Regions from separate parts of the Mus musculus genome. Here regions 1, 2, 3, 4, 5 and 6 are each linked to region 7. The links are chromatin contacts, called in public HiChIP or PLAC-seq and promoter capture Hi-C maps. All regions are on one chromosome and are shown on one strand. Each heading gives the region's core, a stretch centred on a gene start, on an enhancer-like site or on the middle of the called end of the contact. The rest is flanking DNA. Distances are from core to core; before and after follow the strand shown.

Region 1 (4,017 bases), core at 48-2,547, 280 kb before region 7:
ACAGAAAAATCCCCAGCCTGTTTCTCTCTGGTCTCCAAAGCCAAAAGCATGGCTCTCTTTACCTGTCATGGCAAACTCTCCTACCACATCTGTCAGTTTTCATATTGGCCTTATGAGGAAATGAAGAATATATTCTCATCTGGTGTATAGAGGTGAAGAAAAGGGCCCAGATAATTTAACAGGCCATCTCAGATGAAGCAAGAGACATGCTCACCAAAAGTCCAATTGTTTTCACTAACACAAAGCTCAGCTTCTCCAAGAAATGCCCACTCACTGCTCAGATGAGTAGTCCTCCAGCTCCTGTTTCCAACCCTGAGTTGCTTGATGCTCCCTTTAGAAAACATGTCACAGTTCAGAGGCCCAAACTAGAGGGACAAGCTTCATGGAACCTCCTTATTCAGTATTTTCCTAACCATCAGCAGCAAATTTTCCACATACCCATGAGCTCATACTTAAGAAGTAGGCACATGTTCAACCCTGGACAATGCCTGTGATGAACAGATGCAGCCATTCAATTATGCAGGAGTTCGTTAATACAAATTTCTGGGTCCCTGGCCCTCAGAGTCTGAATTTTCAGCAAGCACAATGGGCCCCTGTACCATGCAAAGGCTTTACAGTGAGACATGCATGTTCTGCACTAGAAGGCTGCAATGTTTGAGATGAGCTATGTGACATTCATTGCCCTTAACTTCCTTGAGCTGAAGGAACAGAGCAATCACAGATGTCTGAAGGGTGGGGTGGGCTGTGCAATATGTTAGGTAGGCTGTGCAGATGAGGCACATCCCTCATTGAATATTATTTAGTCCTCTTCCTGAGCACAGACAGCAAAGTTCATTTCAAAGGATTGACAAGCAGCCAGTAAAAGAAAGGGTGCAAGGTTGACCTGTGCAAAGTGTTTGCATTTTAAACAGCCTCGGCGGCCCTCTTTCCTGCCTGCCTGCATCTCTCCATTCCTCTAGAATCCAAATCCTACAACCCTCTCTTCTCCCAAGCTGCCCTCCCTCCACTAAAACATCATTAGAGGATTCAAATTCAGGGCCTCCAGAGCTCTCTCTAAATGGAATCAAAAGTAGACACATGGTCTCAGGAACAATGACCAAAGTCCTGCGTTTGCAAAATTGTTCAGAAAAAAAAAATGAGTCATTTCATTTGTGGAAAATGAATACATCTGATCTTGCAACGTTTTTGCCTGGGGAAAAGTGGTGCACATGAATTTCCAAACACGCTCATGCCCAAAACAGCTCTCTGCTAAAGAGGCTTAGAGAATCTGCCAGAAGGCGGCAGCTTGCGTCATGGGAATTCAGGAAGAGTACCCCCTCCGGAGTAGAGCCCTAGACAGAGTGAGGTGTCCTGGCTATGGGTATGTGACCTTCACTCTGAGCAAAGACAGTTATCTCTTGGCATCCGTTGCATCTGCCTTAAGTAACAGGCAATCTGAGCAGATCGTATACAGTCCACTCACTGTCCATGGGAGAAGCCCACACCCTAGACACCAATCAGTCCCAACACCGTAGTCAAAAATTCCTTCCTCTTTAGGCCACTTTATTTTTAGCTAACTGTTTGAATGAATAGTATAGAATACTGTTCATGCAGGATGATCACTAGGTAGACGCCAAAGGGGCTCCTGATCCTAGCTGCCAAAGAGGTCATTTTACTAGTGTCTTTATTTCTTTCCACCTCCTGTATTATCTCACATCTGTCCTTTCTTGTGAAAAGGGAGCTACAGATATACAGGCTCTCTACACCCTGCCATCTCCTTAACCACTTGTTCCTTCTGAGCTTTCCTTCCCCCTTGTTCCTCGCATAGTAGGGCCACTTTGGCTGCTTCACTGATTGTCTCATCAAGTTGTTCTAGTCACCCATCTGATCCTTCCTTCCATCTCCACCCAGTCTCTACCACCCAGGATGTCTCCCCTCTTTGATATCCAGCTCCCACTGTTATCAGCCTGGACAGTGTATGGTGTGTCCCAGGCTAATCCCCTCAGCACTACACACAGTTCTTTTAGGACTCTCCCTTCAGCCCTTCTTGATGTGTCTCTGCTTCCTGATGGATGATGGATCGGGGCTCTAGAAACAGTCCTTTCATTTCACACAGACTCTCTCCCCTAGTTGCTGCTTATCTACTCAGGAGATAGTCACTCTGCCCTCCATGTCTCATCTTCAGGGTACCTGGAAAACCCTTCAACACTGACACCCCAGTTCCACCAAGCTGGACCTAGAACCACACACCAGCCATCTTAGTTATCACCGGAAGACCTAGAAGTCCATCAGCTGCCCAAAGGGTTCAGAGCCCACAGGCTCTTAAATTGCCTCCTCCCGATCATAATGGTCTCTATGACTCTTTTGCTTCCCTGACTCCTGAGCTGAGAGCTGACAGAGGCAGAGGCACTGAGATACAGAGCTCCTACTCAGCTCTGCCCCTCCCTTTGGCCCAGTCACTGTTCCCACTGCAGACAGTACACCATGTTTATTAGGTGGGTTGGGAAGGGACAGAAAACTCCCTGCATTCCCTGCCCCATGGAGATGTACCCATGTGATAGTCAAGTAGTGAAAATCTGTACTGAACCAAACATCCTAAACATTATGCCCAGCCCAGCCGCAACAGTGACAGTGTAGAAACGTCTGGTCCTAAACTAGCCACAGTTTAAGCACAAGAGGAAACTAGCAGCCTTAACAAGGAGAAAAAACTACACTGCACATACTCTAGAACTTATTCTAAACCAGGAAAAACCCACATGATAAATGCAGGTCTGTGTGTGCTTAGATAACATGCCAGAGCCCCTGGGGCAGCAGGCCAGGTCTGGACAGTGGTCAGGGGGGCAGAGGGACCCATAGGGAAGAAATTAAAGCACATAGTTTCTGAGAGCCACTCCCAAGACAGAAATTCAGAAAAGGAAGATGAAACACATACCTGATGCTGCGAGAACTTTCTTCTTCAGACCTGCAATGAGAAGAACACACACTTAGACACCACACCTTCATTCAACTGAACCATAGGATACTACTTGCAGAGACACATAGGCTTTTCAGCTATTCCTGAGTCCTGTACCCAGCACAGCAGAATGCTAGCAGGCCCAGTCCCAGCACAGCCTATGTACATTTCATATGACTCCACCTTGGAAGCCATCCCTCCTAGAGCTCTTGGGGTTTCATTCCCTTTATTATTTGGACCCATGTCATTCTAGGACTTGGTGGCAAACTCAGAGAAGCTTCAGAAATGCTACACAGGGCACATAACAGAAGCTAGATAAATGAACGAGGAAGAAGCTGAAGGCCTCCCTCTATCCCTAGAAGGAGTGCCCAGAGTGATTCCCATTGCTATCTCTACTTTCAAGAACCCAGAAATCAATGACAGGCACTTCTCAGAACAGACAAGACTAAATGTCAAGAACTTAGATATTAGATTCTATTGTACAAATCCAACAGCGCCACCTTCTTTCTCCACTAAAAGAAGGTGAGTTGAGGTTAAATCCCATAATGACTAAAGTCCTGAGTGGGTGTCCCAGATGACCTTGAACAGTGGGCTTCCTGGGTTAAGGAGAAAACACCACAGCACACATTCAGGAATTTAATATCTGGCTACTCCAATCTGGATTTTATTGCCAGAAAGCAATGAGAAATAAAAACGCACTTAACTGAAGCCAGATAGCTTATCCTTCTGCCCACGGCCTCTCCAGCAATATGACCAGCAGAAGCTAGAGCATTAGTGGAGAACTCTTCAGCACATACAGGACCAAGACAGCTTCCCCAGCAATATGCCTTTCTGACCAGTCTCAGCCTTCTCCATGAACTATCCAGTAACCATGAGAAGTAGAGCAGGTACAGTGCCCCCTTTATCTGTGGTGGATGTGTACTGAGGCCCCAGAAGATGGCTGCAACCACAGTTGGTACCAACACCTATGTGATAATCTTGACTTTCAATTTATTGTAATTAGATACCTCAGATTACTAAAACACACTCCAGGGTATCTGAGGGTGTCTCCAGTGGTGATTAGAAAGCTCTGATCTGATCCACTG
Region 2 (4,183 bases), core at 217-2,716, 500 kb before region 7:
CAATGATGGCACATTAGGCTGAACTTTATTTTCACATTACAACTCACTTGGGAGCTTCAAAAAATACAAATCCACAACTTCACTCTTGTCCCTGCAAAGCCCTTTGTGATGTTACCAGCTGCCTCCCCTAAGGTATTCCATCTGTCACCAGTTCCACAGATGACCAGAATAACTCGGGTCATTAGTGAAGGCCCTAAGTGTATCCTGACAGTGGTAAATAGAAGTGTAGACACTCAGTGCCTCAATGCCATAGCTGAATAACAGGCAACAAGGGACATCAGTAAAAAAAAAAAAAAAAAAAAAAAAAAAGCCTATGCTTTCCAAGCTAGTTCTGCTGTGTGACTTGCAGGCCCAGGCACATCCTATGAAGACAGGTCCCTGTCTGTAAAACAACACAGGATCACAAGCTCTCATTATCCTGATCCGATAACATATTGAATTAGGAACTCAGAGAAAGACTGAGTATGCTTAGAAGCCTGGTCCCTAGAACTCACCCACTATCCTCGGCTTGTCTCTAGGACACATGAAAGATAACATGGGAGGAGCCCAGAGCCCTGGCTAGCCAGGAGAATACAGGACACTGTGGAGAGAGGGAGGCCCCACTCCACCCTACCAGATAAACTGGGCCTTCCTTTGAGTTTGTTCCTAAGTGTCCCTTTAAAAAGAGTGAGAGTGTACCTAACAGCCATGTCTTTTTCAGAACAATCTCAAGTTCATGGTTGACTTACCACTAGCTCAGAGAGAGTGAAAAAAAAAAAAGCCGGCATATTTAATGTTACCACTCCAACTATTTGCCAACAGTAACACTGGTGTATTTTGTAAATGTACAATACAGAGAGCACAGCCCCACACGACTGGTGCCAGGTCACATGCAGCACAGTCCCCCTTCCTTGTCAGACAGTGTTCTTTAACTGAGGACAGACAGTACGTGGAGCATAAGCAAGGAACTCGGGGCACTGTGAAGCGGGCAGCTCCTCGCCAGCTGGCCCCAGTCAGATACACTATGGTGATCAGTTCTCTTTCTGCGTAGATGACAAGAGAAAGATGAGCCATGCTGACAGAGGATGGGGCGGGCGGGTCCAGCCACCGTGAGACAGAAGGCTGACCTCCATGTTGCAGGATTTGCTCTCTGCACAGATACAAAGTGCTCAGTTTGCAGATCTGCTGGTACGTGACCTCGACGATGGTGACACGAAGGGGAGGGAAATGGGTGACCCAAGCAGGCCAGCAGAGTGGTGATGGGCCAGAAGGCTCCTGATCTCTCTTGTGGTTGGGCAGGCCCCGGTGGCTCACAAGGTCCTAGACGCAGCCCACGGTCAGGCGGCAACTCCTTCCAATCTGAAAGGGCCTCCGCGCAGGCAGAGGCCACAGGCAGTCCTCGGGTCCTAGGCTTAGGAGCACAGCACTGGAGGCTGTGGTGGCTGGAAGGGCTGAAACTGTAAAGTACAGCCCGTGGGTGACTCAGGCACAGGAACATGGGCAGCACGTGGCCCCAGGGGAGTGCATGGTGTCACACATGGAAGCGACAAGAACACAGCTGGGGCATGTGAGGCCTGGCAGCTCACTGGACCATGAGAGGCAGTGGGGGCTTCACCTGGCCAGGGCCAAGCACTCATTGGCCAGGTGCAATGATGACACAGGGGTCACGAGCACATGGCTGCATGGAATTACAGTGATTGCTGTTGCCACTCAGAACACAACACGGGACACACACACCGCCCTGGGCCGCCCAGCGCTCACGCCACCCGCCTGCTGGGGCTGGGAACTGGATGAGGAAGTTATGGAAGATGAGTGGTCGTTGTGTTGGGGTGGAACCCCTCTGCCACGTGGGCCCTGGGAGGACTGTGGGGGAGGGGGAGCGTGGCTCACCATGTACAGAGGGAAGGAATGTAGAGCGTGGGAGATCAAAGTTATGGCAGCCAGTATAAAGTGTCTAGGGATCTGTGGGGCTGAGGTCCTGAGACAGCCAGCTCTAGACTGGTTGCCCCAAGTACTAGGGTAGAGTTGACTGCACTTTGCCTAGTTGCTTACTGGAGATAACAGCAGTTATAATACTGGTTACTTAGAATAGTACTCTGTTAATAAAATAGGGGGCTATACAGAGCAGAGTGGGGTATTAGACAGTCAGGTGCTGTGTTACTTGGCACAGTGAGTCATGAGCGTGTAAGGTTTCAGCCAGGCTAGAGAGTCTCTTTGTATGAAAATATGGAAGGATCTGGGTTTGTTCTAGCAGGGTTTTTTGGTCTACTCACACATGTATCTAGATTGACTTCCTGCCACCTAAGTGGCAGTCCTTAGGAGGTCCCTAGTGCTAGCTTTGTGGATGAAATGCTTATCTTTCACACACAAACACTACCTATACAGTATGTATATATATATATTTATATATTTATATATTTATATTATATAAAGTTTACTTACGTATTTCATCACCCTTATCAGGTCTACTTATTATTATATTATTATTTTGCCCACTGCCAATAACAAAACAATAACACAGCCAGTCTGGGGGTTGGTTCTGCTTTGTCTGACTTTTCTATCTTATGTTTTCTTTGCTAGGATGAGTTTTCAGATGTGTGTAGAGTGAGGGGCTGAGGGCTGACAGGGTGAGAGGCAGTTCCACTTCTCCTTGGTCAGCGCCATGTCAAGGCCAGTGGTGGCTGAGGTCCAGCCTTGGGCCAAGGGAGGACTGGGTGCCAGGGCTAAGCCAGAGAGGGAGCTCTGCTCCATGGAAGGCAAGCCCACAGGCCCACCCAGGCTATGAGGGCAGAGGGAGTGGCAATAGCGGTGCCCTGGGCTGGTCTGAGGCTGGTGCCTAGTAGGCCTCTGTGTGCCTGGTGTGTGGGAGGCAGCTGCCTGGGCTGTCTACACAACTGTGCTGATGCCGCTGGGCTTGGCCTTGCTGCTGGTGGGGGGCGGTGGGGCAGGGGGCTGCCCATGATGATGCGCTGAGTGCCCTGCATGACCAGGGTGAGCTGTGGGCAGAGGCGGGTGGCTGTGTGCATGGGCCCCATACGGGGGGTGCCCGCCGTGTGGGCCATGGTGGTACTGGTGGGTGTGCTGCAGGTGGGGGGGTGGGTGGTAGTGGTGGTGGTGGTGATAGGGCGGAGGATTCTGCTGTGCATGGCAGTACTGTGCATGATGTCCATGCAGTGGGCCTTCTGAGGGCCCAGGGTGATGGGCGTGAGGGGGTGCTGGGGGAGGGGCTGAGGGTGGGTGGGCCTGGGGAGGGGGCTTCCCTCTCCTGCTCCCAAACAAAGAACCCAGGAGAGAGGAGGAGTTAGGCACGGGCTGGGGGGGGCGAGATGGGCACTCTCGTGTTGAGGTCGCTCTCCGGCGCATGTGAGGACTGCTAATGATGGAGCCCTAAAAAGGAAATTCATAGAAACCAAAATTAAAAAAGATCTCAAAGCACACAGGCCAGACCAAGTTTTCCAAACTCAGAAGTCACCCACTGAACTGCTAGGCCCGAGGGTAGGAAGGATGCGGGCTCGGCCTGTGCGGGGGCAGCTGGGGACTGGTCCTGATGGAGGTGAGGGGCATCTCCTTTCTGTGAAACAGCACAAGGGTGCTTCTGCTCATGCTGTGCTGCTGCCAGACTGAGACATCAGCCCACATGACGGTAGGTAGGGTGTTGTGAGCATGTGAGGCCAAGGAGTGGCAGTGAGTGTGGAAAAGGAATGAACCTAGTTCCTAGAAAGTTAAAGCCTTAAACTCTCCTGGGACCTCTGCCCATGTGGGGGTCCAGAGGTGTCTGGGGAAGGTGGTATCAGACAGGTAGGACCCTATAACTTATCCTTGGGGGTGGAGTGTGGCCTAGGACTTTCCTCACAGCTGCCTGTTACAAACCCAGGAGGAGTAAAACGTCTGTAGGCAGAGTCAGGGTGTGGGCAGCAGGAAGCAATGGGGGGATGAATGAGAGCTCATGAAATCCACACTGACTCTTCCTTTCTCTCAGAAACTCCTCCTGTGAACTAGCTAAGCGATTCCATTGTGTCCTGACCCCAAACACACAGCCAGTAAAACTCCAGGAAGGAAGCGATGGATGGCGGAGCACAGGGACAGGCGAGTGGGGCTAATACATCCAACAGTGAGAGCTGAGGATGAGTGAGGGGCGGGTGGCGCTTGCGCCCGGGGCAGGACCTGAAAGCCAAGACGTTCATCATGCTCAGGGACCATGGGG
Region 3 (4,112 bases), core at 141-2,640, 420 kb before region 7:
TGAACCTCTCTACTCTTTGTTTCTTCTTTCTCAGGCCTTGACTAGTAACTGCTTCTGCCTCCTGAGCTTGCCATGATGGGCTGTGCTTCCATGGTGCCAAGCAACCACGGACTGAAATCTCTACAACTATAAGCCAAAACAAGATAGTGGTTACAGTACTGGAGGGCTGGCCTGTGTGCTAATATTAAGTATTTGTACCTTTGGAGGTAAGGGGGGCGGGCACCGAAGATCTGCTGGTCCCTGAATATACTACCTCTGACAAGGATGAGCCAGGGAAGGCACAGAAACACCCTGGAAAGGGCAAGGAGAGCTGGGAACAGAAAAGAGGAAGACTGGCCTTCCACTGAAACATTCTACTTACACCTGTGTGTGTGTGTGTATGTATATATGTATGTACACACATATATGTATAAGTATATATCTCACTATATATCTGCATTACTGTTTTGTTTTGCTTGTTATCCTCTGTGTAGCCCTGGCTGTTCTCAAACTCAGAGATCTGCCTGCCTATGCCTCCCAAGTACTGGGATTAAAGGCATGCACTACTACACCTGACTTGGATATATTCCTGCTGTTTGTTTGTTTGTTTGTTTGTTTGTTTTTAATCTGTTTGCAAATGATAAAATTCTGGGGCTGGAAAGACAACTCAGTGCTCTTGAAGAGGATATGGGGTCAATTCATAGCACCCACATAGGGGCTCACAACCGTCCTAACTCCAGTCCAAGAAGATCCATGAGTGCCAGGCATACACACAGTGCACATATATACATGTAAGCAAACACTGATACACATAAAATCAATGTAAAAATTTACAAGGAAAATAGCAATTTCTGATGTTGGGAGGTACGGTGCCTAGGCCTGCTGTGACACAGGCTTAGGATGACTGCCTGTGACCTCAGTATGGAGGGTGCCCCTTCTGAACCCTATAGTTTCCTCTACCAAGTGAGCAGGAAGCATAAGACAAATGCCCACCTCACATTGCCAGTCAGAACCTTCTCAGCAGAGGAGCTAACTGGGTGTTGAAAGAGCCCCTGAGGAGATGAGAACAGCAGAGCTAAGGGTCAAGGGACCCAAGTGATTTTTGAGATCCCCCCAGCTCCCTCAGGGACACTCCTATCTGTTTTTCCCATGTCCATATCCTGCCTGGAAATACTTATTTCATGTTTCCTGTCTGGGGTTACCCTGGCAACAGCTCTGTCATCTGTCTGGGTTGGAGGTCAGTCCTGTGGCATGGGACAGATGACCAATCTGTAGATACCATGTGGGTCTGAGATGATTGGGGCAGAGCCTCATGTTGGGCAATCAAACCTACTCACCCAGAGAATGACCTAGCCTGGATCCTCTCTTGCTCTGCTCCTTCTATGTACAGAGGAAGTAGGGGAACGGATGAGAGAAAAACCGCAAGAAACAAAATAGTGTAACTCACAACAGTGCAGATGCTAGCAGCACAGGAAGTGTGTGTAGCAGAAGCCATCCCATCCCTCATCTCCCGCCCCCTCCCTCTCACCTTTCCATCATCAGCAAGCATGTCTGTGCCTTCTTCCTGTAGTTAAAACAAGGCACTCTGCAACCAGTCATGGCCTGTACTTTCCAGCCCCAGTCTACCCTTTTAGCTCCTTCTTCTAGCCAGTATTGTCCCGTATGTAGAGCAATTTTCAAAAATCGACTCTATCCTATCCCACTCCTGCTCAGAACTCCTCTATAGCTCCCTGTGCTCTTGAGATAAAGAGGTTCCTCACCCAGCCCCATCTCCAGCAGCTTTTCGACAGTCAGGCTAAACTTAATGGCTTTGAGCACACACTGCTATGCCATGCCACCATGTGTTTGACCTTTGTAGTCTTCTGCTTTATTCCATATGCAAAGAAGTCTTCAGATCAACAATAGAAACTACGATTCAAAAAGTTTTCAAGTCCAGTTCACATAAGTAGCTCAGAGAACAAAAATGCAAATAACCTATAAACATACAACCACACATACAACTTCACCAATAAAGGCAGAGACTGCACAATGGTGACATACTGTTAGCTTCTGGAACATGCACACAACTTCCTAAATGTTTGTTAGCTGTGTCCAAACCCATTAGATCCATTTCCAAAGGTATCATCTCCTCTACACATCATTTTCTGGGCCCCTACTGTGCCCAGTACTTCTAGGACACAGATTTGGGCAGAAGGTCTGCAGATGATAGCTACCAATAACAGGAGCTAGGCAGCCACACTGACTAGCTGAGGGTCTGCACATATGATAAAGGGCTCTGGGGCTAGGAAAGCACCCTATTCATCCTGCACAAACCCTGCAAACCTAGCCTTAGAGAGGGCAGCAGTGAAGTTGGGGCAAGGGTGCAGGGCTTGCGGCTGCAGCAGGAGTCAGGCCAAGGGGCTGCTATGCTGGGGAGAGGAGGCGCTGCTGAGGTAGGGCGAGAAGCAGCACCTGGATGGAGGGCAAGGGGGCAGACATGGCCATGTGCTTGCAGCACGCAGGACTTTCTGTTACTTGGTACCTACACGCTGTCCTCACAGAGCTCCTAGATGGTGTCCCCACATACACCCACAGAGGACAGTAGCAGGTCAGGGGCTTTCCTAACTAGGTTCTTTTTTTTTAAATCACTCTTTGGCCTCTCTGTTAATTTGGAGCACAGTGCATACCATGGTGTGGGACACTTCCCTTCCCTAGTCTGAACCTCTACCTTCCAGCTAGCTCTCTGCCATGGGATTTTCAAATGTAAGAATGTGGTCTGTGAAGCCCCACTTGAAGCATCACTTCCAATGTTTAGCCCCGACACACTGGAGGGTCCTGTGATAGGCATGTGTTCAGACCAAGGGTAACAAGACTATGACGGAGGGTTCTGAGCTAGACTCAGGGCCTCTTACATGCTAGGCAAGCATTTTGCTCTGAGATATACCCCCAGCCTTCCAAACTCAAGGAAGGTCTCAAGGTCAAGGACTGCCTGGGCTACTGGGTAAGCCTGAGCACTTCAGTGAGTCCTTGTCTCCAAATAAAAAGGGGGTTCAGTGGCAGTGTGCTTGCCTAGCATCTTCCAGTCTGTTCAACTCCTAGTACTGTGAGAACAAAACTGAGCACTGTAAAGTGAGGTGTGGCTTTTGACAAGGTGCTGAGGTAATTCCTTGGCCTTTGCTTCTTCCCCGTGACAACTGGCTGTCTCTATGCAATAGGACACTTTGAACACTGACCTCCTACTGCCTGTGTTTGGCTCAAAACAATCAAAGATCTGAATGGAAGACAGACAGCTCCAAAACTCTTAGGTAAATCACAGGACTGATGAGAGTTAGGCCATTATTTCTTCCACAGCACAAAAATGCAAAGGATAAAATAAAAATCAGTAAATCACAATGAGAAACTTTTGCATAACAAAAAAGGCCATCAAAAAAGTGAGAAGGGCTAGAGAAATGGTTCAGTGGTTAAGACCATTGGCTGTTTTTCCAGAGGACCAGGGTTCAATGCTCAGCAACCACATGGTGGTTTACAACCCTCTATACTGGGATCTGATGCCCTCTTCTGGCATGCAGGTATACATGCGGGGGCGGAGCACACATGTGCCCCCCCCCCCCCCCCACACACACAATCTGCTTTTTTTTTTTTTTTCAAGACAGGGTTTCTCTGTATAGAAACTCTGGCTGTCCTGGAACCTACTTTGTAGACCAGGCTGGCCTTGAACTCAGAAATCCGCCTGCCTCTGCCTCTGTAGTGCTGGGATTAAAGGCGTGTGCCACCACGCCCAGCACAATCTTTTTAAAAAAAAAAAAGAAACAAAGAAAAGAAAGTGAGAAGAGTCAGGGATGGTGGTACACACCTTTACTCCCAGAACTTAAGGCAGAGGCAGGTGGATCTCTGCGAATTCCAGGCTAGCCTGGTTTATACAGTGCATTCCAAGACAGTCAGGGTTATGTAGAGAGATCCTGTCTCAAACCATCCCTCAAAAGTGAGGCAATGCCTAGCCACAGGAAAAGATATCTGCGAGGCTTGTAACCACTGTGAAGTGCTGATATTTGGAGCATAAAGAAAACTAATGACTCAATGAGATAATACAATAAAAACCAGGATCAGAGTTGGAGAGCTATTTCCCCCACAGGAGAAATATGAAACCTGAGGAT
Region 4 (4,009 bases), core at 1,371-3,870, 280 kb after region 7:
TCTCTGCCTTTATCTTCTGAAAAAGTTGGTAACACACTGACAGTGCTGCTTCTTTAAATGTTTGGTAAAATTCATTAGAGAAGCCATTTGGTGATAGGTTGTTTTGGTTGTTTTTTTTTTCACATTATTCATTCATTCAATTTTCCCAGTGATATAATTCCATTATACTCTCTATTTCTCCTCTGGTAGTTTTAGTGCCTGAAGGAATTGATCAGCTTCATCTAAGCCTTTAACAATTAACTTTTAATTAAAAGTTTACAAAGAGAGCAAAAATACAATGCAGTTAATTTACAAATGCTTTCTTTAACTATTCTAAAAGAAAAATCAATACAGTTTCATTGAAAGTCTTCCAGAGAATAATACTGCCCCACTGCCACTTTTTGTTAAAACATTATGACTAAGATATATATGTATATCTTATGTTCCACATTGCCCAACAGAATCCTCTGATATTACTTGACTTATGACTGTTTAATAGGTACTAATTATTTATTTGCATTTGCCATCTAATCATTAAGTAGAAAATTCTTAACAATATAGAAATAAACAGCTAAGACAATTTTCTCCCAAAACTTTCTAAAAGAACGCACTTTTTTCCAGTTTAAATATTAGAGTTTGTACACTCAGTATTTTAAGGAAATGTCCTAGTCTATACAAAAAGACAATACATTGGAACAAATGCTATTTTTGAAGGAATACATGCATTTTTATTGTTTACATATAAAATACTGTAAGGGTCAGCCAGTGCTGGCCCATTATTAGCAGTCTTGGAAGCATTCTAAGCATATTCCTAGAAAGTCATGTTATCAACAGTGGTAATCCCTCTCGCAGCATTTTGATGTGTTGTCCTTTTAGGAACCTAAAATTGATTCCCATTTTTTCGCTGTTGAAATTCTGTTTCCAGTTTTTAAATGATTTTCCTCGGTTTCTTTCTATTACTTTACTGTTTGATTTCTAATATTCTCAGGAGGAAGTTTAAATTACTGGCACCAGATCTTTCTTCTTTCCGGGGTACACAGCTAGTGTTACAAATCTACATGTGGACCTTGTTTTTGCTGCAGACCACAAGGTTGGTGACTTGGTTCCATTTCTTCCTCCCCAGTTCCTTCTTTGTCCCTTTTATTTTCAGGAATAGAATCCAGGGCTTCGCTATGCACTAGACAAACACTACACCACTGACCTCCACACCCAGCCCCTTTTTCCAAATTTATTTTTGACTTCTTTTAAGTTCACATTTAGATCTGACTTGCAGTTTGGAAGCTGCACAATTCACAATTTGGAAATCATGGGAAACACAACCAATAACACCTATAAACCAAATCTGCATGTGAGGATGGATGGGGTGGGGGGCTCCTGTCATGCATAGGGAGAGGACCTTTGAGTCTACTGCAAACTCACGGGAGGTACCAGGAGTCTCACCAGATAGGAGAGGCACCACTACCATAAAACAGACCTCAATTGACTTAAACTAGGGATCAGTCTTAGAGAATAGATATGAGGGACAGGATACTAGAATCAGACTGAGAGAATGGTTGGGTGTGTGCCCTGGGGAGTTAGGTCTGTGTGTTTGTGCTGTTTTGCCATTCATCCAATGATGGACACCCACACTGAGTCCATGACTTAACAAGTGCTGTACAGGAGTTTATATTCCTTCAGGCGTGGCACAGTCCTGGGCAAGTTATGAAAGGAGTCAGATTAAATCTCTAGATGTTTTCAGGAGAGGCTGCCAGCCCTAACAGCTGCCACACATCCCTCCATATACACCCCCACCACAGATGATGGCTTCTGTGTAGTCCAATGAGAAAATTTTCTTCTTAGGGTACTTTTTAAAACATTTTTGAGACCTGTATAATTAGTCCATTTGTGTCATGAGAAAACTTCGTTTCAGCTGTTTGTTTTTTCAATAAGATGACTTTCCTTAACAGGCAAAAAAGCAGTACTCATCTTTATTATTGATTTGAGATAGTATATATATATTCAGGAAAGTTGTCTTAATTTCACATTAATTACATACATTGCTTTCCTCCTTTATCTTTATACATAAAATAGGCTGTTGATATATCTTGAAGAATTTTAAAGGATATTAAATGTTTGATTAAAAAAAAAAAAGGAGTTCGTGCTGAATACCTGTTCTCTCAGCGAACACTCACTCAATCACAAAGCAAATGTCAGTGTTTCTTCTGGAAAAAATCTTATCCAAAGTTTACAATCAAAATTACAAATGGATGGGATTAGCTCTTAAACATACTAAAAGATGTATCATAGATGTAAAACCAACTGTTTTACAGTTTTCGAGCTCACTCTCATGTGGTTCCACATACTCTGGTTCCAGGAGTTAGTGCTACGGGGCCTGCTCACTCACCCCACAAAAAAATGAGCGATAAGACTGAGGGCGGGAGGTCATTATGAGCTGGTCGCCCGGGAGGGCGAGTTTGGACCGTGCAGTACCTTGCTAGCTGAACAGGACAGGGTTAATGTCTAGAATATACAAAGACTCAAAAAATGAATACCTAGAAGTCAAGTGATGGGCTACGGATATGAGAATACAGTTCTCAAGAGTGTTCAAACGGCCAGTTCCACCCGAATATGAACCGACAGCTAGAATGCCAAGGTAGCTGCACGGGACCTTCCTGCTAGACTGAAGCGCTAGCAATGGAGAAGCTGGGCGGAGCCTCCAGTGCAGTAGCGGCGACGGCGCGGTTACATGACGTCATCCTGAGGCGCTGGCCAGTAGCGTCATCAGTTTGAGCCGCTTTCCTTGCCTTGGTCCCTGAGAACCGTCTTCCGACCCTTCCTCCTTCGGTGCTGACTGCTCCCGCGGCTCTTTACGCTGAGATGTTTCACTGACTTCTGCCTGAGATCTGGAAAAGGAACACTGCCCAATAGATGAACATGTGTGAAAAATAACTTCCAAGGAACATCATGGTACTAAGTATCAAATGGAAAGGGAAAGCGAGCAGGCATATTTCTGCCATGGCAGAAACAGCTCTCATAGGCTTCAGAAATAGCCTCCTCCCCGCCGCACCCCACCCCCACCCCCGAGTTCGTCTTCCTCCTGATGCGGGAGGCTTGACTCCAGGTGTTGTTTAGTTTCCTTATCAGTAGCACGTGATGGGGTTCACATATCCACTGCCAGGTCTAGTGGTTGCTGCTTGTTACTAATCCCGAGGCTATCCTCAGATCCCTCATCTCTTCCGCTTTCTTACAGTGCGCAGGGACTGTGCTAAACAGAAAACTGTCAGTCACTGCGGGAATGTGCCTCCCTGATCGCCGCGATCGCCCGCTGCCGCAGCTGTTTCTCCTTCACACGCATAGGCTCCCTGTCTTGCATGGGAGGGAGCAGACCCAGGGGACACCAGACCAACTTGAGTTCACATGGGTTGACTATCCACACCTCTCTCCTCTGTCTTTGGTATCCCGTGAAGTGTGCTGTGTCTCCTCTACCCTGTGATTCCTGTTCATCTCAGGAAGCAGCTGAAAGGGTCAGGAAGGTCCTGGGACATTAAACTACTGTTTGGATGATGTTTGTCTACACTCATTTTCTGGGGAATGATGCGGCTGCCAGACCACGTTAGTGGTCAACTGTCAGGAGTCACATGTGTCCTGAGTCCCTGTGGCCTGAGGGCTCCAGCTATCCCTTCAGTTCTTGGCACAGAGATGTGCTCATGACTGCTGAGCAAGGACAGCTCACAAATCTGTCAGGTTCGAGAGCTCTTCTGCTTGACCCCCTCACTACAGAGGAGGCATCTGGGACCTCACTGCCTCTGGATGTACATCCACTATCCCTCTTCCCAAAATCCCCACAATCACACCTGGACTCATGCTTCAGGTTTCTGTCCAAGGGCTCCAGCTCCCTTATGGCTGGTCCTGTGATGAGGCAAACCATCGTGGTGGCTGGTGAGCAGAGTGACTTGTCTTAAGGTGGACAGAAAGCAGAGAGAAGGAAGGGACCATGATCAAAACATACCCATACAAGTCACTTACTTTAACAAGTAGGCCTACTTTTACT
Region 5 (4,046 bases), core at 102-2,601, 390 kb before region 7:
TACCTGTACCTTATATACCTGCTCTGTAGCAGATGCCAGCCAGAGTAGCTACCTGCAGGACAGTGCAGGAAGCATTTTGTGCCCAAGAGCTAGTCAGACAGAGGATATTGTCAGGTACCAGAGGCCAGAATCCTGTGGAGGGCTGACATCAATACCCTTAGAAGCTTGGGTCCCACTGCATTCTTCTTTATATTTTGTTCTCCTCTTACCATGAGTTCCACATCTGCACACTTTATAGCCAGTAATCTAGGCCTAGAATGGGCATGGCTTCCCAAGGCCACTACCTCCCCAGTTTCTCTGAAGGCTGCTGGGGGTGGGGGGGTAGGGGATGCAGGACACTATTTAAGGAGCTAAAAGTATCTGGGGGCAGTCTGGCTGAGACTGTAGACAGAGAGGAACTTAGTAGGTTGATCAGAAGGGGCAAACTCAAAAGCACATTTTATACCTCTGTGGAGGGGCTATCTTTCTTCCTTCCTATTTGTTGGGGATGGTCCTGGCACATGCTTTGCCACTGAACTCCAACTACAAACCTATGGACACTACTCTTGTCCAGTCTGGGTCAGAAGTTCCTTTTGCATCCATAAACATCTATCTCTCTGTGCTAGGGAACTGTGCAGTACAGCAGCTGTCACAGGGAGCACACAGTAGCATGATCTGTGGCATGCTGGGTTCCCTGACCATCTCCATAATTGCCTTCCTTGTGTTCTTCAGCCTGGACGGTTGGTAACAGTTTCTCTCCCCCCACCCTCACACACACACACACACACACACACACACACACACACACACATACACACACACACACAGAGTGTGAGAAAGGGACTCAGGGATTGTGTGTACTCTACTAGGTGGTACCCTAGCCCAGGCATGTTAGGGAGGAAACTGAAGGGCACACACTAAGATATCTTGACCACAGATGCCACCCCTGCCCTGCAGAAGCTTGTCCCTGGGAACAGGACAGACTCTTTACTCATCTTTGACTTCCTTGTCCATATCTGAGGTACTTCACCTATCTGCACCTCAGTTTGCCCTCACTGATGTGTGGGAGCAGGAATCCCACCATCCTGGTCACAGGACCACAGAGAGCAATATAGAACTGAGTGACCTTTGGGATGTGAGGTAACCTCTCACTGTTATGGTCCAGGGCAATGTGGGCTGGGATGGAGTGTGCTCCATGAGAATCAGTTTTTACAGGTGATTGAAGATTGAGGGTGGGTGGTACTCTGGAAGGAGTGCTCCCTCCATCCTCCAAAGAGGCATAAGGAGTCACAACACAGTGCGAGACAGGGAAGGAGGGCAGGTCTGCATGGAAACTCTGTGGAGAGCTGTCCTCACCCTCAACCCTGACTCACATGGCCTGTGGGCTTACCACCACCCAGGCACAGAAAACATTCCATTTGTTCCCTGAGGGATGGTCACCACTAGGAACTGAGCCTCTTAAGGGCAGGTTTTGGCTCAGGGATCATACACATTAGTAGGAAGAAACCAAGCCAGGAAGATGATGGGTAAGCATCCTGCTTAGAGGTGAGTTTTAGGTGTAGACAATAAACCCTCATTTCAATTCACAGGTCTAGTGAGCCCATAGTGAGATAATAAACATCTAAGCTGATCACCTGAATTCTCTGCAGTTTCTTGTCCTTTAAGACCTGGGTGCCATCCCCATGCCACCCCACTAGGAAGCCATCTCTGATAGTTCCAGCTCTATAGAATGCCTGGAGGCCCTTCTGTGCCACTGCACAACTGAAAATGCTGGGCTGAGATTGCTGAGGGTAAAGAGGGGGTTCTGCTCCAGGTCTTCTTGTCCCAGCACAGCAGGTAGCCTAGAGCAGTGACTAATGAGTAAGGAACAGATGAATTAATGAATGAGCAGTTCTCTCACTTGATCCCTCTGTCTTTCATTTTGCCAGTGAGGACACTGAAATCCAGAGAGGGGACATGACCTGCCTAGCATGGATCCAGGGTGGGGTCTGAAGCCAGGGCCTATGCACCATCTGGGTAGGCTATTTTCCAGCTGTTCCCAGGGGCCAGACAGGCAGGAAGTTTGAGGACAATTACATGGTCAGATGGAGTTTTGTTACTGGGAGGAGGGGGGACGGCACAGACAGCCATGAGCATCTGAGGGAGCGAATCCTGGGCCATGGTCACTTAGTAACTTGGTAACAGAACCTCTACCTGGTGTCAGGACAGAACCAGAGACCAGGACCAACTGGACACACCAGCAGCTGGAACCTGGTAGGCATGAGCCACCAGGGGAAACAAGAGCTATATCTCCTCTGGTTCTCTCTATCTTCTGTAAAGGGAAATAAGGCATCCTAAGCAACACAAGCCCTAGCCCAACTTTTCTCTGCTAGGTGTGGAAGAAGAGAGGCTCAGAGAGGTACTTTGACTTGCCCACGGTCATATAGCAAGGACGCTGCAGATGTAGTTGCTGGCAGAGTCCTGGGTCTGAGACCTTGATCCTGTCATGCTGCTGAGCTATACAGCCACGAGATCCTCAGAGCCTCTTCTCCACTGGATCTTCACCCACAAAACAAGGAGAAAGATGAATCCAGGGACCTTGTGGGAACCAAGGCAATAAAAGGAACTGAGGCATGAACATCCTTCTTAAGGTGAATTAGGGAATTCAGACTCTAAAGCCTGCCCCTCCCTACCCATGCAGCTCTTTGAAACTCCAAGGAATTGAATCCTGGCCATGCCAGTGGTAACAGTGAAGCCTCTCTCCCTGTGAGAACTCTCTCCTTGCTCACTGTAGCCAGTGTTCTGTGCCATAAGCTCATGTGTCACAGTCCATGCTAAAATTGGCTCTACTACTTTGCTATAGAGCACAGAGACTATGGTGTAAAGAGGTCTGGACACATGCACAGGTTATTCAAATAGTACATCTAAGATTGAGCCTAAAAATTTGGCTCTAAAATAGCCACTATGCAAAATGGCTTTCTAGACACCATAGAAGTCTTTCTCGGTGTCTGCCCTAACCTGTCTTGTTGCCAGCACTCCACAGCCCACACACAGGTAAGAGAGAAAAACCACTCTTCTGGTCCTGATCTGAGCTGAGAGATCTAAATTCTTTGGCCCCTAGAATGACTCCATGGGACATACAAGTCAAAGGACCCAAACAGGAACCAACTTTAGGAGTGTGTGTGTGTGTGTGTGTGTGTGTGTCTGTCTGTCTGTCTGTCTGTCTGTCTGTCTGTACTTATGTATGTGCAATTCCCTAAGAGGGCTGCTGCATCCTTCCTAGGACTTTATCTCCTTTCTGGCACCCCTGCCTTCTGTTTCTCCCATCCAATTCTCTGTTACACACACATACACACACACACACACACACACACACACACACACACACACACACACACACACATACTTATTCAGGCCAGCTGGCTGAGGCTCAGGAGAGACTGGGCTCTCTCCTGTTGGCTGGAGCTAGCCACACTGAAAGACAGAGTAAAGGACGTTTATGGAAGATGATCTGCCAATCCTGAAGGTGGGATGTGCTGAAGGTAGGTGGCAACATTTAAGGATCAAGGGGGGAAAAAAGGCATGGCAGCTGAAGCCTGGAATCTGGGCACCCACAAGACTGGCAGGCACACCTTTGCAAGTTCAAGGCCAGCCTTGGCTACACATTGAGTTCCATGTCGGTCTGGGAGAAGGCAGGGACAAGGAAAAGTGGAGAGGAGAGGGGAGGGCAAGGGAGGAGAGATAAGGAGACCAGAGGAGAACCATGTGTGCTCCCACCACCTGATCAGAATGAACAAAAGTCACAGTGACAGTGGAGACATTTCAGAGATGAATTAGAAAGTAGACCAAAACAAAAACAAACAGACAACAAAGTTGTGTGGTGTGAGTGGGGAGACACTGGTATGGTGAGCCATGCAGGTAGCTGTCTGCCTTGCTTTGGAGACCTGTGCAGACCCTTACATGCAGCTTCCAAGTTGCAGCAATGAAATTAACAACAGTACACAGAGTGGCAAGGGAGCTGCCCTTCCCAACTGAACAAGTTTGTGTTAAAAAGAAACTTTACCTCCCTCCTCTCAGTGGAAAAACTC
Region 6 (4,252 bases), core at 100-2,599, 470 kb before region 7:
GAGTTTGCAAACAGCTGTATAGATGAGTCTCAGGGTATATGTCCTGCTCTGGAGATCCACCATAGACCACTTGGAGCTATGCAGAACCCCTAGGGCCAGGCTGGCCATTGGATCACAGTGGCTTCCTTTCCCTCTGTCCAGTCACTAAGAGCTGTTAAGGGGTGAGGTGCCAGCCCAAGTACACCCAGCTGTGTGCCCATAAAATGGTGAGACCAGGTACATTCCCTTATCCCAGTCAGTAGAGGTCTATTCTATCTCCTGAGTAGGACAAAACAAATACCAGTGTTTATTGGTCCCTTGACAGCAGTGACCTGGCACAGCTGGTAATGAAGTAGCCCGAGATGATCTGGTCCATTCCCCACACCCATGATACACTGCCCGGCTTTGGCATTCTCTTACTTCTTTGCCTGTTCCCATACACACAGGTCCATGATATCAGGACTCCTAGCCAGGCTCCTCTGCCCAGGGAAGTGGGGATGTTCTATGGGGTGTGAGGCTATGGCATCTCCCTGAGCACATACACTTCAGAGGTTAAGGTGCCAGGCATAGTGAGCTGCTGGCATGGCAAAGGGGGCTGGGAGCCTAAGTGGGAATAGGCCCGTGAGTACAGAAGATAGGGCCTTTCCAGGGAAGTCCTAGGGATGCTCTCTAAGTAGAGGTCCATGGAGAGGTTGCAGCCTGGGGCCCACAGGCTGTCCCAGGTTGGCTGGCACTGGGAACTGGGGGAGGGAAGAGGAAGGGTAGTCGCATAGCAGGATGAATGGGCATAGAGGCCTGCATGCTTAGAACAGGATGAGTAAGGGCCAGTTACTAGAAGGTTTCCTTGGCTAGTCTGAGGGCTCAGAGCCAGGGCACTTTACTACCAAGCCAGGGGTCCTCTAGCACCCAGTCATTGCACAGAGGAGCAGCAGGGTGCAAGACAACTTGGTTTCTGCTAGTGTGTGTGTCTGTGTAAGCTTGTGTGTGGTGGTCAGGCATACAGGCAGAAAGGGGGCAGACTCATAATCCTTGACAACTACTACTTGTGATCCAAGCCTGGGGTAGGAGGGACTGACCCTATATGGATGTCACAGAACAGAGGAAGCCACAGTCCCTGTGGCTGAGGAACAGGGATTAGTGTAAGCCACTTTGAGGAGTGGGTAGACCGAGGGGACAGGCTGTGATGAGAGGTAGCTCCAGGGCTCAATGACAGCCTCTGAGAGGCTTCCTGCAGGAGTGACTACCTCACACTGGCCTCCACGCAGTAGGACAGCCATTTTGCTGGATATGAATGCTGTATAGCCTCTGCTGTGGGCAACCTTGCCGTTCTTCCCACACCAGAGGGAGGCAATCCCTGCCCTATGTAGATGTGGTGGCCTCTATTCAAGCTTCCCTTATAGAAGGAAGCCATTGGCCTGGTCTGATCTTTGAACTGTAAGCAGAGGGGCGTGCCACAGTCCCCTTTGGCTATCTGCCATAGGCCAACCAAGTCCCCACCCTCCAAAACCATGTTTTCCCATTGGTGTGTGAGGCAGGGTGGGTTCTGGTTCTGGAGCCAGAGAACAGGAAGCCTGGGCTTAAATCTCAGTTCCATTTACTGGCTGGGGACCCTGAGGCAAGTCACTTAACCCCTCAAGGACCTTTGTATCCTAGGAATGACTGGGTCACCTGGAAAGAATGAAACAGGAAGTTCAAGCTAGGAGCTTCCATCAAGCCCCTGGGAACTGTACAGACTGCAAGGAGGGAACAGGCCAGGTCTGAGCAGGACCAACCAGAGAGGGACACCACAGCAGCCTGGATAAAGTATGGTTTCAATTGCATGGTTGGAGAGACTGGGACCTTCTGAGGAGGAGCTGCATAGGGAATCAGGAGGGTTCCTGGTGGAGGGAACTACTCCCTTTAGTGACAACAAAATGAGAAGCCAGAAGAGTCAAATTTCTCAGCTCCAGTGTGCCCAGCAAGACAGTGACAGGCCTTTACATATTCTGTTGTTTTAGGAAGCCTCCAAGCCTCCCTGAGCCACCACGAGACACCACAATGGAAAGTCAGTCCATACTGCAAGGACCTAGCAGCGAAAGTGTTGGCTTCTGCCTCTGCCTCACCCACTTCTGTCTGTGTCTGAATGTAGGGGTCTTTCTGAACCAGGCAGAAAGTGAGCAGTGAGCCCGCTCACAGTTCCACCCAGCTGTCTACTTCCAGCTCTGGCAGGCCTGCTTTCTCTAAGTCTAGGCCAGCTTTCCTAGACATCATGTTGGTTTAGACTTCAAGTGTGACTATACTTCCCTCCACTGGTCTCTTTGATCTCCTGTCATTTCGCTACAACCTTCAGTGACAACAGAAGCTATGGATGGCTCTGAGTGAGGACAAGAATGAGACTGTGAAATGACCTTACAGAGCATGAATATTTGCCCACCTCTCCCACAGCCAGCTGCACAGGGCCAAGAAAAACCTCCAAGACTGAGCTGATCCTGACAGCAGCCACCCATAGAACCTCCTGGGATGGCAGCTGTAGGCCAGGCCTTGGCCCCTTTGTCTCGAATTCTGTCCAAGTCCTGGGAAAAAGGACCCACACCCATTTTTCAATTGTGCCAAGGCTCAAACATGGGAATACACTCCAGGTCTTGGAGTAGATCAGTGGTATAGTTGGTCCCCTTCTGCCTGGGGTTTCTGGATTCCTGCCGTCTCCTAGAGCTGCCTACCAGATGTGCAACTGGGGCCTGGACAGGGGCAGGACAACAGGAGGTGGCATAGGCTCCCTAGAGAGGCCCTCCCAGCTTGCCTCTCTTTCTTAGCACTCCCGTTTCATCTTTTTCTCTGGCTCTCTCACTGTGGGGCACCATGCAAGCCTCTGCAGACCCCTCTGGAGGGATGCTCTGGACAGATAGGTACCTCACTTGTTAGGGAAGTATTAGGATCTATGTGTCCTGGAGGGTTCTCAGAAGGTGTGCAGGCAAGGGTAGGGCCTGGAGAGATGGCAGTAGTAAGGGGAGAAGACCTGAGACTTTCAGGAGAACCCCAAGCAGTGGTAGAAGAGACAAGCAGGGGGCAGAAAACTGGTAGTAAAGTCAGAGGGGAATGGAGGTTGTTGGATCTTATGGATAGAGACCAAGCATGGTACTGGGACTGCTGAGGACCAGTAAAGGCCTGGCTCAAACTCCAGGGCCTAGGGCAAAGCAGTTATAGTCCAGACAAGGCCACCAGGGCTCTCAGATTTATCCCTGGAGGGGCCCCGGGATTTTGTGAACTAAACCTGGAGCTACCAGCCATTACTGAGATCCAGAGCTCTTTCCCTCATCTATAGAAGAGCCTTAGAAATAGAACAAAAGGCTCTAAGACTGGCAAACAGGTTATGGCTTGTTTAACTGGCAAATTTACAGCAACACAGAATCTCCAAGGCACCCTGACCTGGTATCATGGCTGAGTGAAGGAGGAAACTGAAGCTGAGTGCTTGCTTACTAGGGAGCGAGACAGGCACCAGCCAGAGCCTTAGAGTCTATCCCACATGGAACCTGACTGGCTCCTGCCAGTGTCACCAGCTAGATCTCAGAACCAGAGCTGCTGCAGCTGTCCCTTTGGGCTCTAGACTGGCCTGGCCTGTTTCACAGCTATGCACCTATCCTGGTTTCCAATAACCACATGTGGCTAGTGCCCCTGGAGAGCCAAGTTAATTTTCATTAGTTTTAATTAATGCACACCTCTAGGTTGGGCCTTCCAGTTCTAGGTTGTGTCGAGCAGTATAAAGAGCTATCTCTTCAAAGTCACCTCCAATCTGGAGGTGGCTCCAGTTTCCCCAGAAGGTTCTCAATGAATCGAGTCTAAAATTCATGAGGAACAACTATCCATGAAGAGTGTGACAATGAAGGGGTCCTTGTCTTAAAATATCAATGACACATGAGGAGTTGGGGAGATGGCATTCACATGCATAATAAATGGGTACACACATGTGTATCAGCACCTGCACACTCACACATGCACAGCAGATATATGAAAATGTAATGGTTAGACCTGATAGTAAGGGTTGGTATATGGCTCAGCAGTAAACATTTGCTTAGCCTTTGCAAGGCCCTGCGTTCAGTCCCCAGCAGGGCAAAACAGTTAGAAGAATAAAAAACAAAACATAAAAAGAAAAAGCAATTTCAAACACAAAGGCACTGATGACCACACTAAATAAAATTAAACATTTCCACTAGATAAGAGCAGTGCTAATTAGATTCTTCCCAGGGTCCTTTTCATTGTGTTCATTATATCTAGAAGAAAAACCCCAAGAAAAAAA
Region 7 (4,174 bases), core at 984-3,483:
GACCTGGAGTTCAGTTCCTAGCATTCACATGATGGCTAACAATTATCTGTAACTTCAATTCCAGGGGATCTGATGCTCTTTTCTGGCTTCCGTGGACATTGCATACACGTGGTACATAGACAAACATAAAGGCAAAAACCAATATGTATTTTGAAAAGTAAATGCTTGTTTTCGCCCACTAACCCTTGGGCTTGGCTGGGGCTTCCTGCTTTGTCGACTGTATGCACAGCTGTGACCCTGTTGCTGAGTCTTAACAGATGTGCTAGAATGCTGCAACCAAGAGACCCCCAAATTGAACCTCTCAAATCACACAGCTTATTCTCACACCTGTGACCATGCAGACAGGTGGGTCAGCCTGCTGTGAGTGTCTGAAGGGATTGACAATCTCCAGTGCTCCTCCCTTCTCCTTAGCCACAGAAACCAAACTTAGTTCACACTCTCAGACTAAATCTGCTCTCTTGGGCCTCAGCTCCTAGCTGCGTGCTCTGACTCCTTCTCCCAGCCTGACGTTCACGTGTGCAGCTTCCTAAGCCTCAGAACAAGTCCCCCGAGATGAGACCAGCCTCTCTGGCAGTCTAATATGTTTGTGTCTCTCTGTGTGTTTTTGTCCTAAGTTTTGCACACTTATTCACACCCCTAATATTTGGGCAAGTGATTTCACCTTCCTTCCTTTCTTTCTTTCTTTCTTTCTTTCTTTCTTTCTTTCTTTCTTCCTTTCTGCCTCAGTTTCTCTTGTATAAAACTTGCCTTCCAGGGTGTTTAGAGTTCATTGTGAATGAGGCTCTGGGGACTGGCTTAGCTCTGTCTTAATGACAGGCACTCAGTAAGAGCTGATGTTATCTTTGGAGTCTCTCAGCTTCCCCAGAAGGTACACAGTCAACATCATCTCCTAGCGCTGAAAGCCCAGCAAACAGATTCAACCTTCCAAGACCAGGGTGCTGGCAGATAGCCCAGGCTGGGCTGAATATAGGCTCAAACTTCATTATACCAAAGGAATCAGGAAGACTCCCCTCCCGGTTTGTAATAAGCAAATGCTATTTCTTCTAACTGCCCAAGTCTATAGCAACTTTAAATCATAATGCCACTGTCTTATCTACGATGGTTCAAAGTCTGTAACTCCTAACACATAGGCTAGGCCACATGATATGGGAACGCTCCCAAACCACTAAGAACAAGAAATTGCCTTTTGTCCTCTGAACTGAAGGCAGTGTCTCCTCTGGGTCAGCCCCACTACCCATGGCTGGGGCAGTAACTCCTGACTGAGCTCACACTCCTAGGGGCAGTTTTTCTCAGCATCTTTCAGAATTTATGTCCTGTTTTCTGAAAATTACCTAGCAGTAGGCACATCAGAGGCATTCTTCCAAACTGTCAGACAACGATCAGACTTGGCTGGCAGATACATATTGTTGGTGTTCATGCCAGAGAGTTCGAGTTCAATCCTTAGAACCTACACAAAGGTGGAGGGAAAAACTTGTCTGACCAGAGCTGACTTTTGATCTTCACTGTGACATGCTACCTCATGCCCTAACAAAACAAAACAACAACAACAAAAAAAAAAAAAACGTTGCCCATTCCCTTCACATGACCCTGTGGCCCCTGGGCTCCCAGCTGCCATATTAGTTCCTGGCTGCTTCTCTGGTCAGCTGCTTCTGTTTGGTTGATGAAGACAGCTGGGTCAACAGGGGCCTATTGTCTCTTCTTCTGGCCTCCATTGTTGGGGCCCCAGCTGTCGGTCAGCTTCCAGGGTCAGGGTGTAGGGGGAATGGAGACAGGAGATACGTTCAGATATTCACGACTGGACCCTAAAAATAGGATCACCAGACCTGTTCTACAATAGGGAAACAGGTTCAAGGCATTTTATAAGTGGGGGACTGTTTATACCATGGTGAAATAGCCACAGATGGTACAGGAATGCAGGGATGCACCGCAGGAAAGAACATATAGCTGGGCTGGTATGCCCAGAACAGACCACCACATAGTGCAGAGAAGCCCGTGGTCACATCACCTAACCAAGTGTCTGATTATTTCTACCCTGGGAATGCGGGCGGAGCTGCGCATGACCACGCCCTCCAGGCGGCACTCCATTGGGTGCTTCTCCTTGGCCGGCGCCGGTCCGGTCGTCTGTGACGCAGCTGCAGGCCAGAGCTCCACCTCCAGCTCCCAGCGCCATGGAGGCGTGTGTTCTGCGTAGGCCCTGCCTCTTGCACCCCTCCCACCCCTCCCGGTGCGGAGTGGCGTCCAGAGCAGGCAGGGCCGGCTGCGGGATGTGAGTGTGCGGGGTCGCGCGTGGGGCCAAGCATGGGTTCTGGGGATTCCCATGGGCACGGCGGGACAGCTGGGGGCGGGCTGGGTGACCGTGCGGACGAACGGTGGTTCTCCCCTTTGCAGGGCACCGCGGTGGGCTGCAGGGCTGCGAGGAGGGCACAGCCTCCTGCAGTCGCGGTCTACTCACCTCCCCTCCCCCCGCCCCAGCGCATTTTGTTCCCAGCTTCACAGATGTGTGAGCTAACTCGTGAGACAGCCACATTCCAGCCCCTACACCATACACCCCGCCTTCCCCCGTGCAGGCCTTGGGCCTTGGCACCAGTACTCCTGAATACACCTGGCACTGGCATGTGACCTTGGGCACACCTGGTCCCCAGAGCCGCTGTTAGGACTGTGTTGGAAGCTGATTTAATCAAAGCCAGCCAGGGTTCAGGAAGGAGCTGTTTTCATTCCTGTTGGTTGTTAAGTGACCTGGTGTGAGTGGGGAGGGGAACACTGCTTTCCACAAGGAGGCTGTTGTCCATATGTGTGTCTCTTTTGCACGTTGAAGGCCTCACGCAACACAGCTGTACCAGCATGTACCAGAGAAACGCTGGCCCATCGTGTACTCACCACGTTACAACATCACCTTCATGGGCCTGGAGAAGCTGCACCCCTTTGATGCTGGGAAATGGGGCAAGGTGATCAACTTCCTGAAAGGTAAGAGCCGCCCCCCCCCCCAGACTAGCACGTGTCTCCTCCATTTCCCTATCCATACTACCTCCTCAGACCTGCATCGACCTTCTCCATTTTTTCCTTCTCCCTATCCTCATCACCCCCTCAGACCTACATCTGCCTCCTCCATCCCTGTGTTCATTCCATCCTTACCTGATTTCAGCCCCCAGACTGCCTACTGCCTTCTGCCTTGCTGTTAAAGGGTCTTTCCAGGCAGGCTACTAAGCAAGATGGGACCTGTCTTGTATTCCCTCCAGTTAGATCCCTATCTCCCTTCCTAAAAATCTAGAGCAAGCTCCCAGGTCTGCATCGTGCAAAAAATAGGATCAAATTAGACATTAATAACATAGCTGTTTCTGTTGGGTTTGTTTTCATTCCTCGGGGGACCTCCTATCTACGGCAGGTGGTACAGCTTCCCCCTCCGCTGTAGGGACCTGCCTGAACATCCAAAGGAAGTCATGGACTAGAAAGCACACAGGTGATGTGTGGTGTTGGTATAAGGCTGGGATGCTAGCCTTGCACGTCTGTTGACTGCACAAATGGTTTCCTGCTGGTGCCCTCTGCCCCCATCTGGGCTCCTGCCTCTTTCAGTGGCACAACAGAAGGGTTCTTCATCCCCCTCAGCTGGGAGTGAGCGCCAGCCCCTCTTACTCCTGCGCCTCTGAGGATGAGGAAGGACGGGAGGCAGGACCACAGGGCAGGCTCCTTGGGCACCGTGGCTGAGTCTGGAGGTGTCGGAGGCCATGGGAGGCTGTGGGAGGGAGCCCCTGCCTGGACCTGCGTATAGATGTGGATGGGACCCGTTGGTTTCTGAGCATGACTCATTGAAAATAGACCCTAGGTTGTGATTTCTCTAGAACCAGAGCATCATGGCCCAGTCTCACCATCCTGTGGGGGGATGTCTGCTCTCAGCCTCAATTTCTTTTGTAAAAATGAAATGAATCTTTGGCATCCCTATACAGAAACCAGACTCTGCAAGCCACTCAGACACCCCGATGCCCCCTATACCACCTACTCCTACACTTACTGCATATTTTTAAATGAGCTTTGGGAATTTTTAAAACTTAACTTTGTTTTAAAAAGGAAACCCATGTCATCAAAATGGGGAAAGGCACTTTCACTTGCCATAAATAGAAGGTCGCAGCAGGAAGACAAGGCTCTGAAAACAGCAGTTGTTCAGTTCTGGCTTCTGCTG

What was found. Promoter capture Hi-C pulls out the DNA fragments that hold promoters and counts their contacts. HiChIP or PLAC-seq counts read pairs in DNA pulled down with a chosen protein or histone mark.
Region 1: a promoter capture Hi-C map of hippocampal neurons shows a contact between it and region 7, with 4 times the contacts expected there. The contact joins the enhancer-like site here to the promoter of Hdac11 in region 7. A contact is called at or near these places in 4 of 39 promoter capture datasets (the HPC-7 cell line, cranial neural crest, hippocampal neurons and 1 more), 2 of 484 Hi-C or Micro-C datasets (cerebral cortex and cortical neurons), 1 of 115 datasets of contacts at active chromatin or transcription factors (large pre-B cells) and 2 of 9 other capture datasets (embryonic stem cells and embryonic trunk).
Region 2: a contact with region 7 is called in a promoter capture Hi-C map of embryonic stem cells, with 3 times the contacts expected there. The contact joins the enhancer-like site here to the promoter of Hdac11 in region 7. A contact is called at or near these places in 7 of 39 promoter capture datasets (the C10 cell line, cranial neural crest, embryonic stem cells and 2 more), 1 of 484 Hi-C or Micro-C datasets (cerebral cortex), 2 of 115 datasets of contacts at active chromatin or transcription factors (SST interneurons and pancreatic cancer cells) and 1 of 9 other capture datasets (liver).
Region 3: a promoter capture Hi-C map of pre-B cells shows a contact between it and region 7, with 4 times the contacts expected there. The contact joins the enhancer-like site here to the promoter of Hdac11 in region 7. A contact is called at or near these places in 19 of 39 promoter capture datasets (the 3T3-L1 cell line, the C10 cell line, cranial neural crest and 11 more), 3 of 15 datasets of contacts at CTCF or cohesin (the NIH/3T3 cell line, embryonic stem cells and pro-B cells), 43 of 484 Hi-C or Micro-C datasets (3T3-L1-derived adipocytes, the AML12 cell line, B cells and 25 more), 20 of 115 datasets of contacts at active chromatin or transcription factors (the NIH/3T3 cell line, SST interneurons, astrocytes and 15 more) and 3 of 9 other capture datasets (embryonic stem cells, embryonic tail and embryonic trunk).
Region 4: a promoter capture Hi-C map of embryonic stem cells shows a contact between it and region 7, with 23 read pairs. The contact joins the promoter of 4930471M09Rik here to the promoter of Hdac11 in region 7. A contact is called at or near these places in 4 of 39 promoter capture datasets (cranial neural crest, embryonic stem cells and neural stem cells), 4 of 484 Hi-C or Micro-C datasets (the N1E-115 cell line, cochlea, embryonic retina and 1 more), 6 of 115 datasets of contacts at active chromatin or transcription factors (the NIH/3T3 cell line, SST interneurons, embryonic basal ganglia and 3 more) and 2 of 9 other capture datasets (adipose tissue and embryonic tail).
Region 5: an H3K27ac HiChIP or PLAC-seq map of the NIH/3T3 cell line shows a contact between it and region 7, with 3 times the contacts expected there. The contact joins the enhancer-like site here to the promoter of Hdac11 in region 7. A contact is called at or near these places in 8 of 39 promoter capture datasets (cranial neural crest, embryonic stem cells, liver and 4 more), 2 of 484 Hi-C or Micro-C datasets (liver and neural progenitor cells), 5 of 115 datasets of contacts at active chromatin or transcription factors (the NIH/3T3 cell line, embryonic basal ganglia, embryonic midbrain and 2 more) and 2 of 9 other capture datasets (embryonic stem cells and embryonic tail).
Region 6: a contact with region 7 is called in a promoter capture Hi-C map of liver. The contact joins the enhancer-like site here to the promoter of Hdac11 in region 7. A contact is called at or near these places in 9 of 39 promoter capture datasets (the 3T3-L1 cell line, the C10 cell line, cranial neural crest and 6 more) and 1 of 115 datasets of contacts at active chromatin or transcription factors (SST interneurons).

What each region holds. Positions count from the first base shown.
Region 1 is chr6:90,870,529-90,874,545 of GRCm38.p6, forward strand. It overlaps a transcript of Iqsec1 not described here. Among named protein-coding and RNA genes, the nearest start is that of Iqsec1, 62 kb to the left of the region's middle. Within about 2 kb of position 1,298, at least 15 of the 459 cell types and tissues checked have an H3K27ac peak or open chromatin away from gene starts, as enhancers often do. A contact at or near this core is called in cortical neurons and hippocampal neurons, where this site is marked.
Region 2 is chr6:90,659,590-90,663,772 of GRCm38.p6, forward strand. It overlaps Iqsec1 (IQ motif and Sec7 domain 1), which reads right to left. Exons shown (of 14, transcript NM_001134384.1): 14 at 9-3,366. The coding sequence ends at 2,866. Among named protein-coding and RNA genes, the nearest start is that of Slc41a3, 57 kb to the left of the region's middle. Within about 2 kb of position 1,467, at least 28 of the 459 cell types and tissues checked have an H3K27ac peak or open chromatin away from gene starts, as enhancers often do. A contact at or near this core is called in embryonic stem cells, where this site is marked.
Region 3 is chr6:90,739,526-90,743,637 of GRCm38.p6, forward strand. All of the region lies in intron 1 of Iqsec1 (IQ motif and Sec7 domain 1), which reads right to left. Among named protein-coding and RNA genes, the nearest start is that of Iqsec1, 69 kb to the right of the region's middle. Within about 2 kb of position 1,391, at least 108 of the 459 cell types and tissues checked have an H3K27ac peak or open chromatin away from gene starts, as enhancers often do. A contact at or near this core is called in the AML12 cell line, B cells, ECoMG myeloid progenitors and 5 more, where this site is marked.
Region 4 is chr6:91,438,234-91,442,242 of GRCm38.p6, forward strand. 4930471M09Rik (RIKEN cDNA 4930471M09 gene) reads right to left here and starts at 2,621. Exons shown (of 3, transcript NR_045980.1): 1 at 2,128-2,621. 1810044D09Rik (RIKEN cDNA 1810044D09 gene) reads left to right here and starts at 2,754. Exons shown (of 2, transcript NR_038153.1): 1 at 2,754-2,925; 2 at 3,209-3,522.
Region 5 is chr6:90,766,705-90,770,750 of GRCm38.p6, forward strand. All of the region lies in intron 1 of Iqsec1 (IQ motif and Sec7 domain 1), which reads right to left. Among named protein-coding and RNA genes, the nearest start is that of Iqsec1, 41 kb to the right of the region's middle. Within about 2 kb of position 1,352, at least 10 of the 459 cell types and tissues checked have an H3K27ac peak or open chromatin away from gene starts, as enhancers often do. A contact at or near this core is called in the NIH/3T3 cell line, where this site is marked.
Region 6 is chr6:90,682,617-90,686,868 of GRCm38.p6, forward strand. All of the region lies in intron 3 of Iqsec1 (IQ motif and Sec7 domain 1), which reads right to left. Among named protein-coding and RNA genes, the nearest start is that of Slc41a3, 80 kb to the left of the region's middle. Within about 2 kb of position 1,350, at least 24 of the 459 cell types and tissues checked have an H3K27ac peak or open chromatin away from gene starts, as enhancers often do. A contact at or near this core is called in embryonic stem cells and liver, where this site is marked.
Region 7 is chr6:91,154,582-91,158,755 of GRCm38.p6, forward strand. It overlaps Hdac11 (histone deacetylase 11), which reads left to right and starts at 2,234. Exons shown (of 10, transcript NM_144919.2): 1 at 2,234-2,266; 2 at 2,816-2,964. The coding sequence starts at 2,265.